Regions from separate parts of the Mus musculus genome. Here region 2 is linked to region 1. A link is a contact called in public promoter capture Hi-C data. All regions are on one chromosome and are shown on one strand. The core of a region is the stretch at or near the end of the contact, and the rest is flanking DNA. Distances in the headings are between cores, read along the strand shown. Region 1 has its middle 29 kb from the start of Gm39933. Region 2 holds the start of Snrpb (small nuclear ribonucleoprotein B).

The links. Promoter capture Hi-C pulls out the DNA fragments that hold promoters and counts their contacts.
Region 2: a contact with region 1 is called in a promoter capture Hi-C map of hippocampal neurons, with 2.7 times the contacts expected there. The contact joins the promoter of Snrpb here to the enhancer-like site in region 1. A contact is called at or near these places in 7 of 39 promoter capture datasets (the HPC-7 cell line, embryonic stem cells, hippocampal neurons and 3 more), 5 of 484 Hi-C or Micro-C datasets (bone marrow-derived macrophages, cumulus cells, embryonic stem cells and 2 more), 8 of 115 datasets of contacts at active chromatin or transcription factors (acute myeloid leukemia, embryonic forebrain, embryonic limb bud and 5 more) and 1 of 9 other capture datasets (embryonic stem cells).

Annotation. Positions count from the first base shown.
Region 1 is chr2:129,923,868-129,928,928 of GRCm38.p6, forward strand. No RefSeq gene overlaps it. Among named protein-coding and RNA genes, the nearest start is that of Gm39933, 29 kb to the left of the region's middle. Within about 2 kb of position 2,029, at least 4 of the 459 cell types and tissues checked have an H3K27ac peak or open chromatin away from gene starts, as enhancers often do. A contact at or near this core is called in hippocampal neurons, where this site is marked.
Region 2 is chr2:130,176,382-130,181,364 of GRCm38.p6, forward strand. It overlaps Snrpb (small nuclear ribonucleoprotein B), which reads right to left and starts at 2,983. Exons shown (of 7, transcript NM_009225.2): 1 at 2,853-2,983; 2 at 634-785. The coding sequence starts at 2,855.

The sequences.
Region 1 (5,061 bases), core at 779-3,278:
GTCGTCCCTGTCAGTGGTGTATTTTAACTTTTGTAAACTCTTACACATGTATGTCATGAGAATGATTGGAACATAGGTGAAAGCTGCGTTCTCAATTCTTCTCTCCTATTATAGCACCAGCCATGGTGTTCTGTAAAAGGAGAAAGTTGCTTTCTCCTTCCCTCCCCTGCCCTCTTGTCTGACATAGCATGCAAGACAGTTTTGATGCAGCAAATACTGGAGAAAGACATAATATATTAGACCAGAACTTGGGGGAAAATGATCTTTGAGGCCTCTTCCTACCTCAGAGACCTACTGTGATACTTATATTTTTTTCTGACCAATTGTGCACATAAAGTTTCTGTGTTGATTCTGAAATGTAGCTTGTGCTCTGCTTGCCCACACATAGGTGGCAGGGCACAGTGACTTCCTCAGCAACCATCTTCTCCAGAACCAGAGTCCCCAGCTGTAATGGTGGATTTGTGTTTTCTTCCTTATAGCAATATCATTTTACTTCTTGGATTCTGTTTCTCTCTCTCTCTCTCTCTCTCTCTCTCTCTCTCTCTCTCACACACACACACACACACACACACACACACACACACACACACACACACAGAACTGTTGTTTCCCTAGGGGACTGATTATTGTATCATTAGGTGCTGATGTGTTAGGGCATATGTCTGTGATTTCACTATTTGCTGTATTTTTAGATTTCACTTCTCCCTTTCCTTGACTACCTTTCTGTGGATTAAAAAAAAAACAAAACAAAAAACTGCTGTGATAAAGATGACAACTAAAAGCAACTCTAGGAGGAAAGAGTTTATTTCATCTTACACTTCCAGGTCACAGTTCATCTCTGAGGAAACTGAGGGCAGCAACTCAAGGAAGGACCCTGGAGGCAGCCGATGCAGAGGCCATGGAGGAGTGATGCTTACTGGCTTGCTCCTCATGGCTTGCCCAGCCTGCTTTCTTTTTCATCCCTGAACCACTTCCCAGAGGTGGCTTTACCCGAAATAAAATAAGCCACATCAGTCATTAATCAAGAAAATGCCCAGTGGGCTTGCCTACAAGCCAGTCTTGTGAAAGCGTTTTCTAGTTTGTGGTTTTCTCCTCTCAGACAACTCTAGCCTCTAGTTTGTGTTGAGTTGACAGAAAAGTAAACCACTCCACCCATGTATAGTAGTGTTTATTTGTAGTGTTTTTGAATTCATGTCTTTGGATAGTTCTCTTAATGTGCATGCATGCACACTTTGTGTGTGTGTGTCTGTGTGTGTGTGTTTGAGTGTTTATAACAAAGATATTTCTTTAATGTGTCCACATTGTGAAGAGGAACTAAGAGATTCGCTGTCCCCCACCTCATAACCCCAAGTCCATTTTCAGGGTTTTATTAACATGAGGTTTAGGCTGAAATAAAGAAAATAGAAACACATGGCATATCCCAGTCAAGGTATGGTCCTGCTCATCATCACTGTCTGGGGATGCAGTCTCTCATGGAAAGGAATATGCCACGTTTTCAGAACTATATGAAATCTCCTTGCAGGAAACAAGCTGCCCTTCTGACAGGCAGCAGGTTCCTGGACTTTTCCATCTCTAAGCATGAGATTCTTGGGAAATTCCAGTTCTTTGGAGTGCATTGCATCAGTGTGATGACAGCCACAGAGAAGGGTATGAGTGTCTCATTAGAGCATCTTCACGATTCCTGCTTTGTTTTCACCCCTCATTCTTGAGGTGAAATGTGCATGGCATAATCATGAATCATAAAGAGGAGACAGGTAAGGGGGATGTTAGAAGGCATTCAGTTAGTGTCAGGCAACCACATGCACAAACCATTTCTCCAAAACCTCTAAGCTTTAGTTACTTTTGGAAGGGCTTCCAGAAGTGACTTCATGGTTGTTGTTTACCATCTCACCGTGAAAACCAGGCTCATCTCAAACTTAGTCTTTCTACTTCAGCCTCTCAAATTCTGGCTTTATGGATGTGCTACCATCCTCAGCACGATTCCATTTTTATTTTGATAATTTACTCCTTGTCTCTGAACAATATTCTCTGATGACATTGATGATTAGCCATCTGGTGGTTTGGTTTCAGTTATTTCTCATCACTTATGTTCTTTCCAGAGAATGATCCAAAATAGCTGTACTTTTAGTTTTGAGTGAGTTTGTTAAGCATGCAGTGAACAAAAATAAAACAAAAAAGCAAGTTGTACATAGATAGCAAAACATCATTAAATTTGTTGCTTACAGCATCCACCAGAAATGACTGGGGAAGCCCCATGAGACAATCAGCTTAAGTTCAGATTACAGGATTTCAGTTGAGACACAGCTTGTCCCCCCCACCCTACCCCCAGGTTTCCAAGTAAAAGAGCATATTGAAAGCAACAGAAAGATACATTGTGTCATCCAATGGGCAAGACCCCCAAGGCTCATCTATCTGCTTGGATACTTGGTCTCTAGTCAATGGAATTATTTGGGAAGGATTAGGAGGTGTGGTCTTGGAGGAGGTATGTCATCAGAGTGGGCTTTGAGGTTTCAAAAGCCCACACATTCCCAATTAGCTCTCTCTGCCTTGTGGGTTGTTTTTGTTTTTTGTTTTTTTGATTTCAGGATGTAATCTTTCAGCTATTGCTCTAGCACCAGCTTACCTGTCTGCTGCAAAGTCCTGGTAGGACTCTGGAAGATGATAGTACTGACAGCAGGTGGACTATGGAGGCCCACCTTGAGAAGTTTCAAGGAGGACAATATTAGCAACTGGTCTAGAGACCATTTTTTAAATGATATTTTGGCAAATAATATGGCTGATTTCTGCCCTTTTTCTAAATTGGAAGGCATATTGCATTAAGTTCCTTGGTAGAGAGAAGTTCAAGAAAGTCTAATACTGATTTTTGCTACATGGTTATTAGTAATCTATCTTATGCAGGTCTATAATGAAAAAGAGCAAGTGTGTGTAGGGAGTGATAAGTACAAAATATAGAGTTTAAAGAGAAAAAGCACCAGGAAATTTAATTTTGGAAGCAGGATGGATGCTAAAAGAGGTGAGAAGAGTGAGGAGAGGCCAGATCCAAAGTGGAATAAAGGAGTGACTTCAAGACAAGGCTCCACCAAACTCAGATTCCACATTGTACCAAAAACAAAAAAAAAAAAAAAACAAACAAAAAACACCAGAGCCTGAGGAATTTTCTACTCCTAAGAAGCAACAACAAAGGGAGATTTCTGCAAAAGTAATTCACAGGGTCAGTGTTCTATCCTAAGCAGACAGCCAGACCTTACTACTTCATTCACACAGTTCTGGCCTTAGGGTCTTGAAGGATATATAGGAAAAGAATTGTGGAATCTTCCTCTATGGTTAAGTCCTATTAGGATGGCCCATTAATCTCTGTTTACAATATTTAGCTGTATTTCTAACTTGAAGTCTTTCAGACATCCCTGAAACCAGCATCATTAGGTTCTTCACAGAAATACCTCCACTCCCTGGTACCAACCTCTGTCTTACGTTACTTTCCAATCACTGTGATAAGACACCGTGACCAAGGCAATTTACAGAAGAAAAAGTACTTGAGGGGCCCACAGTTTCAGAAGGTTAAAGTCCAAGACCATCATGGCAGAGAGCACAGCAGCAAGCAGGTGAGCTAGTGCTGGAGCAATAGCTGAGAGATTACATGCTGAAATCCATGAAAACCACAAGACAGAGAGAACTAATTGGGAAGGTGTGGGCTTTTGAAACCTCACAGCACACTCTGATGACATACCTCCTCCAAAAAGGGCAGGCCTTGCATGGAGTCCCTGAAAGGCCATTGTGTGAAGCTGTGAAAGTGAAGCCTGGCTTGCATTAGAGTCCCCAAGATGTTGGCAATGTCAGAGCTGTGAGGCATTGGCCAAGGAGGGCTTTAGACAGGGAATGGAACCAGGCCAAGAAAGAAAAGTGTGCTGTAGGCAGTCAAGCTGAAGGGGTGGGACCATCTAAGTCCACTGACATCAGACACAAAGCTATAGGATTTGGAGTTTTGTTTGCCGGGTGTTGTTCTTTGGTGAGTATGTCCTCACTATGTCCCCATTTCTTCTTTTTGGAATGGTACTATAGATTCTGTGCCTTTGCATGTTGGAAGTATGTGATTTGCCTTTTATTTTCTAGGGGATTATAGCGAAGAGACTGGATTGGGTTGTCTCAGAAAACAGCCTGTAAAACACTATGGGGACTTTTGAAGTTAACTAAATGTGTTTTGCATTATGATATGACCATGACCTTATGGAGGCCAGGGAATGGGATGTGGTGGTCTAAATGATAATAGCCCCCCCCCAGTCTCATAGGTTTGAACACTTGGTCCCCACTTGGTAGAATTGTTTGGGAAGGATTAGAGGTGTGCCCTTGAGGTGGTGTGTCTGGGGATGAACCTTGAGGTTTTGAAAGTCCTCTCTCTCTCTCTCTCTCTCTCTCTCTCTCTCTCTCTCTCTCTCTCTCTCTCTCTCTCTCTTTCTCTCTCTCTCTCTCTGCCTCTTACTTGCAGATCAAAAAGTGAGCTCTCAGCTGTTCCTGCTGCCATGCCTTTGCTCTGACATGATGGACTCTGATCTTCTGAAATCATAAGCTCAACACTCTGTTTTATAAGTCACCTTGGCCATGGTATCTTATTCCAGCAATAGAAAATAAATCAAGGTAAGAGGTTCCCAGGAAGAGCAGAGCTGTCTCGTCATAGAGCTTTTGGCTTCTTGTTGACTTCTTCTCCAGACAGAAAGAACGAACTTGTGCCATAAACTCCACCAATCCTTTTGACCTGAGGACAACTCCCCTCCAGGGAGGAACACTAAACACCAGTAACTACACCCACCCCTGAGACCCACCTATGCCACAAGGTTCACATGTCTTACACCTGCCTTTTTTCTCTAGGTAGAGAAACTCCCCACATCATATAATAATCGAAACTATAAATGTACAAAACACACAAAGGATATTAAAAGCTGCAGGAAAAAAAAAGAACAAGTCTCATACAAAGGTAGACTCATCAGAATAACAGCCAACTTTTGAATGGAGACAGTGAAAGACAAAAAGGTTGGGCTAGTGTTCTATGAGTTATGAAAGACCACA
Region 2 (4,983 bases), core at 1,733-4,232, 250 kb after region 1:
GAATGCTGCATAGGACAAGAGTGTCATATGACAAGGCTCACCATCTTGCTGAGCCTCAAGATGTCCTGAATATATAAAACAGGACTGAAATAGACCACTTTGTTTAAGGGCCTGAGTTAGCTTGTAACTTACAGAATTGCAGCAAACCAGAAAATATCTCCATTTTTTAATTTTATTTTTTTTATTTTTTAGAAAATGTCAACAAAAATGACTGGCCCCAAACCCACATGGGGAGCAGAGCACTTACCCTGAAGAGGGTCAGAGGCTTCTTAAAGCAGTTTCAGACCAGGCCGCATTAGGAGAGCCCTGTAGGCTACAGCTTTACAAATAGGTAATGAGGCCAGAAAATCAAGCTCTCCCCCCTCACACACCTGTGGGGAGAACATGAGAGCCCTTTACCCCAGTACCCAGGGGCATGCAAATCAGAGTAATTAAAAGCCTAGCAGCCCTCCTCACCTCTTCCACTTTGCTAGACTCAGAGAGCAAGGTTTGCTGGACGAAGGAAGATATGTCTTGGTGGCCAACGGTCCCATTTAAATCAAAAGCAGGAGAGCAAGAGCACTAGCATGTGGCCCGCCCATCCCATCCACTTCCTCCTCAGTTCCTTCTCCCGCCCAACAGCCCTCTCCTTACTTGATCTTCCTGAACTCATCACAGTCACACAGGATCAAGTTCATGTGCTTGTCAAAGGCTTTGAAGGTCCCGATGAAGATGCGGCCGTCCTGCAGGATGCACCTCATCCTGTAGTCAATGTGCTGCAGCATCTTGCTGCTCTTGCCCACCGTCTGTGAGGAGAACAGGCATCAGGGAGGCTCAGCTCTTCTGCACTCTCTCACTTCTGGCCCTCCCCCAAGTCTTCCACCAGACTAATCTCTCAACAATTTCCAACTGTCTTCCACACAGTCTTTACCTGAGACTCTTCCTATCGCCCAGCTTCAGCCTAGACTTCTGCCAGGTAACCTGCTAGTCTCCCTTCCCTTAAAAAAGTCATCTTCCTCAGACTATAGTGGCTTTGCTTATGTTGTGTCTGTCTCGGGGGACTGTAAGTGTCCACAAATTAACCAAATCCACCCATACTAAATGGCAGACTCAGAGCTATGAACATATAAATCCATCAAAACAACTAAGAACTGGAATTTGACTGGCACCAAAAACCCACTTAAGGAAAAGTGTATTACCAGAAAGTGAATCAAGTCTGAAGCAAGAATGGAGTCCTCAAACCAAGCACTGGTTAGCATGCCTCCAGGGCTTGGTGTAATAGGGTTAACTTTACTGGGCTAGTGTTAATTAGTTTGGATACTTAATACTGATATATAACTTGTTATCCTTAATTTTTAATTAAGGCAACAACAGTTTCTATCCTGGCTTCCAATATAGCTTTGCAAAAATAAAGGGGGAGCCTCTACACATCCCAAGGTAAACAGAAGTACCTGTCTCTCTCAGAAACATGCCCCCCCACCCGCATCTAACTGGCGTTATGCCACCCCCAACCACCCAAGTATCATCTCTGCCAGGAACTGCAAGTGCTGTTCACTCCCGTAAGCATTACCCCATCCTAACCTAAAGATCCAGATTGTGTTTTCTGCTTAATCCCCTTACATAACTGTTCACGGGGATCAGCATACATCGGTCCCTTTGCCTAGTAACAGCTAATATACCTTATTGGATACTCCCTGTATATCCAGGCCCTTGAAAGGGATTGTGTATTTCATTTGATCCTCAAAATTGGACCCAGTGTCATTCATTTTTACTGGTAAAATAGGCTACTCCGGCTGAAGATTATGTAAGGACTTGCCTCAGTCAACTCTTGGAAAAAAAGAAAAAAGAAAAGCAATATCCTGTTTGAGCACCTCGGGTTTCTTCAGCCACGCAACTAGAGTAATCTTTTGGAGAGATTCGAGGTATTTATTACATGTGGTCTGTAGCCAAAACTAAATAAAATTAGGATTTTGAGTACAGAAATTATAACAAACTGAGATTTCAAGCAAAGACCACTTTCCCTGGCTGACCTTTAAGAACTTAAGTTCATTAAGCCTGGGAAAAATCTTGCAGCGATCGTTCACTACCAACAGGATAAAGCAAGACTGGGCCTTCAGCAACCAGACTCCTGGAAAGTTCGTGCCATCGACTGCTTTGCTCTCTCAGTTTTCCAGATTGCTAACCCTCCCTCCCATGGGGGAGCCGGGTGCCCCGAAACAATCATTTGGGAGTCACCTCCTGGAGAAAACGTTCTCGTTCCTCCCACTGCCGTTACTTTTGCCTAACGCTGAGCTACCACTGCGATATTAGTTATATTGTAGCTATATTAGGACTGCCTGGCCAGAAACTGGCCCAAGTGAAGACAGAACTTACTTTAGGGTGCAGCCCCGGCGCCCGACACAGCCCAACATCAAAATACGAGAAGCAAGGTCGCGCGCGCTCTGCTGGCAAACCCTCTCCTCCAGCCTCCCGCTCCCTCCGCTGCTCGACTCCGGTTTCGGGCCGTGACCTCCGCTACTCCTCCGCCTCGCCCGGCGCTGCCCGGTCGGCCCGAGGCCTGCGCCAGCTCCAAAAGCCCGGGCACACACTGACGCCCAAGTTTAAAGCTACGGAGGCCGCGGGGCCGAAACCGCCGTGGCTCCGGGACACGACGTTTGACGGCCGCGCATCGGCCTCTGTACCCCGGTCGGCCTTCCCCTCTACCCGGTCGCAGCCTCACGGCAAGTCCAGGCCTTTGGCGCTGGGATGAAGCGGCTTCCACCCCGACCTCCTCCGCCACGGGCGGCTCGGCTCGGCTCCAGCCCACGGACGCCGCCAGCTACCGCCCCGTTCCGCACCCCCGAGCGCCCTACAGCCAGCCCGCGCCTTCTCACCATGGTGGCGGCTCGGATGGCTCAGATTCCCGCCGGATTCTCTGCCACAGAGGCCTAGTCGCCAGCCAGCCAGCCGCTGGATTCCCGCCGCCGCCGCTAACGGAAATGCTGCCTGCAAAATGCCGCCGCTAGTGAAGCTACTTCCGGTCCGGCCTCGGACCTGGAGTTCCGGTCTCTGGAACGCAATTAGGGGGCGGAGCATTAGCATCAGCTGACGGATTGTGTGGTGGTTTTGTTTTGTTTTGTTTTGTTTTGGGTGGATTTTTCCCCCCCTTTGTTGATTTTATTGGAGTTTTCCTCCTCGTTTTGTTTTGCTTTAGACCGGGTCTCACTGGGTCTTGAGCTTCGGATCCTCCTACCCACCGCGTTCTTAGTACCAGATGCTGGCGTACACCATACTTGGGCGGCAAACATCCTTGGAGGACAGACACCTCCCCAGCTAAAGTCTCCGCTGGAGTGCTTGGTTTACACGCCGATGTCCCAGACCCCACTCCCATCCAGTTCTCACCCAGCGCTCTTGTGAACTCACTCTAGGAAGCCACTTCTCTAGCTTCTCTCTATGTTCTTCCCTCTTTGCATTTGCTTTTGTCTCACCAGGAGCGCTAGACTCGCAGGTATATGCACACCCTCATGCCCTTACCTCCAGGATTTAAACAGAAATGACAGTCCTGGTGAGGACTTTCCTGACCATTCTTTCTAGGAAAAAAAAAAAAAAATGCAACTTTCTCAGGCTCTTCGCGCTTCCTTTTTGCTTGTTTTCAAATATTGATTGCTATCTGACATACTAAACCGTAGTCCCCTTATTATTGGAAGGGCATGCCTTCCCAGACTCGGAGTAACTCCCCAAGTCACAATATGCTAATTTTTTTTCTACATAAGCACGCTTACGATATGCATATCCTTTTCACTTAACGCAAGTGTATTTTGGCACCCTTGAATTGACTTTAAAAACCGGGATTTAAGCAAGACAAATTTTGGGTCGAAGTTTGGATTGATGTCCCCTTCCCGCCTCTCGGAGTCCGGCCTGGCTACAGGAGGTGGCTACTTCAGTCTCTATATCCCCCTCTGGTAGGAATCTCAGCTAGAGTCACCTCCATAGGTATCCTCCCCAGCCCCAGGCTCCAGCTAGCCACCAGAGAAAAACCCCAACTCCTCCCCACCACATCACACCCCCACCCCCACCCATTCCCTTCCTCACCCCTTCCTCCCCTACCCAGTTCCCTCTGTCCATCCACCTCCAATGACTATTTAGTTTCCCATCTGAATGAGATTGGAATCCCCCTTGGGACCAACAGTGGTATGGGATGGAGGCAATGGTGGGGGCGGGGGGGGGGATTTGTAAGGGCGGGATTTGGGAATAGAAGAGGGAGCAAGGGCTATGATCCAGATATAAAGTGAATAAAAGAAAATTATTGAAAAAACAAAACAACAAAAACAAAAACGGGATTTAGTCAGGCAGTGGTGGCCTTTAACACCAGCACTCAGGAGGCAGAGACAGGCTGATCACTGTGAGTTCGAGGCCAGCCTGCTCTACAGAGCTAGTTCCAGGACAGCCAGAGCTACACAGAGAAAACCTATCTTGAAAAACAAAAACAAAACGAAACGAAAACAAAAAGATAACAGGAACTACCTGAACACCAGTGCTGCAGTGTAGGCCCGCCAGTGCAGTGAGATCCTATGAGTACTGAGTGGGTAGCACACACAGCGTGGACACCTGCATGGACACCTTCCCCAAGGGCTGATCTCTGGTTAAGGCCAAGACATAGCATTCTTCCTGCTACTCAAAACAGTGCATGACACAGAACATTAGTTGCTTATTTCTGGAATTTTCATTTAGTATTTTCAAACTGATAGACCAAAGGTACCTGAAACTTGGATAAGAGAGTACTGTATATATTTTTAAGTTATTTTATTGCCCCACTAGCATGTAAGCTCCGATACATTATGGATTTTTCTTTGTAAACTGTTTATTATTTAGAATACTGCTTAGCATAAAGGGCTTAGTAAGTGTTTGTTTAATGAATTAATGAATTAATCTCATTTGGCTCCATTACTCTTTAATCCTTGCCTATATGCCTAGAACTTTCTAATTTATTCCTCTGACCTTGGTTTTTTGTTTTTGTTTTTTTTC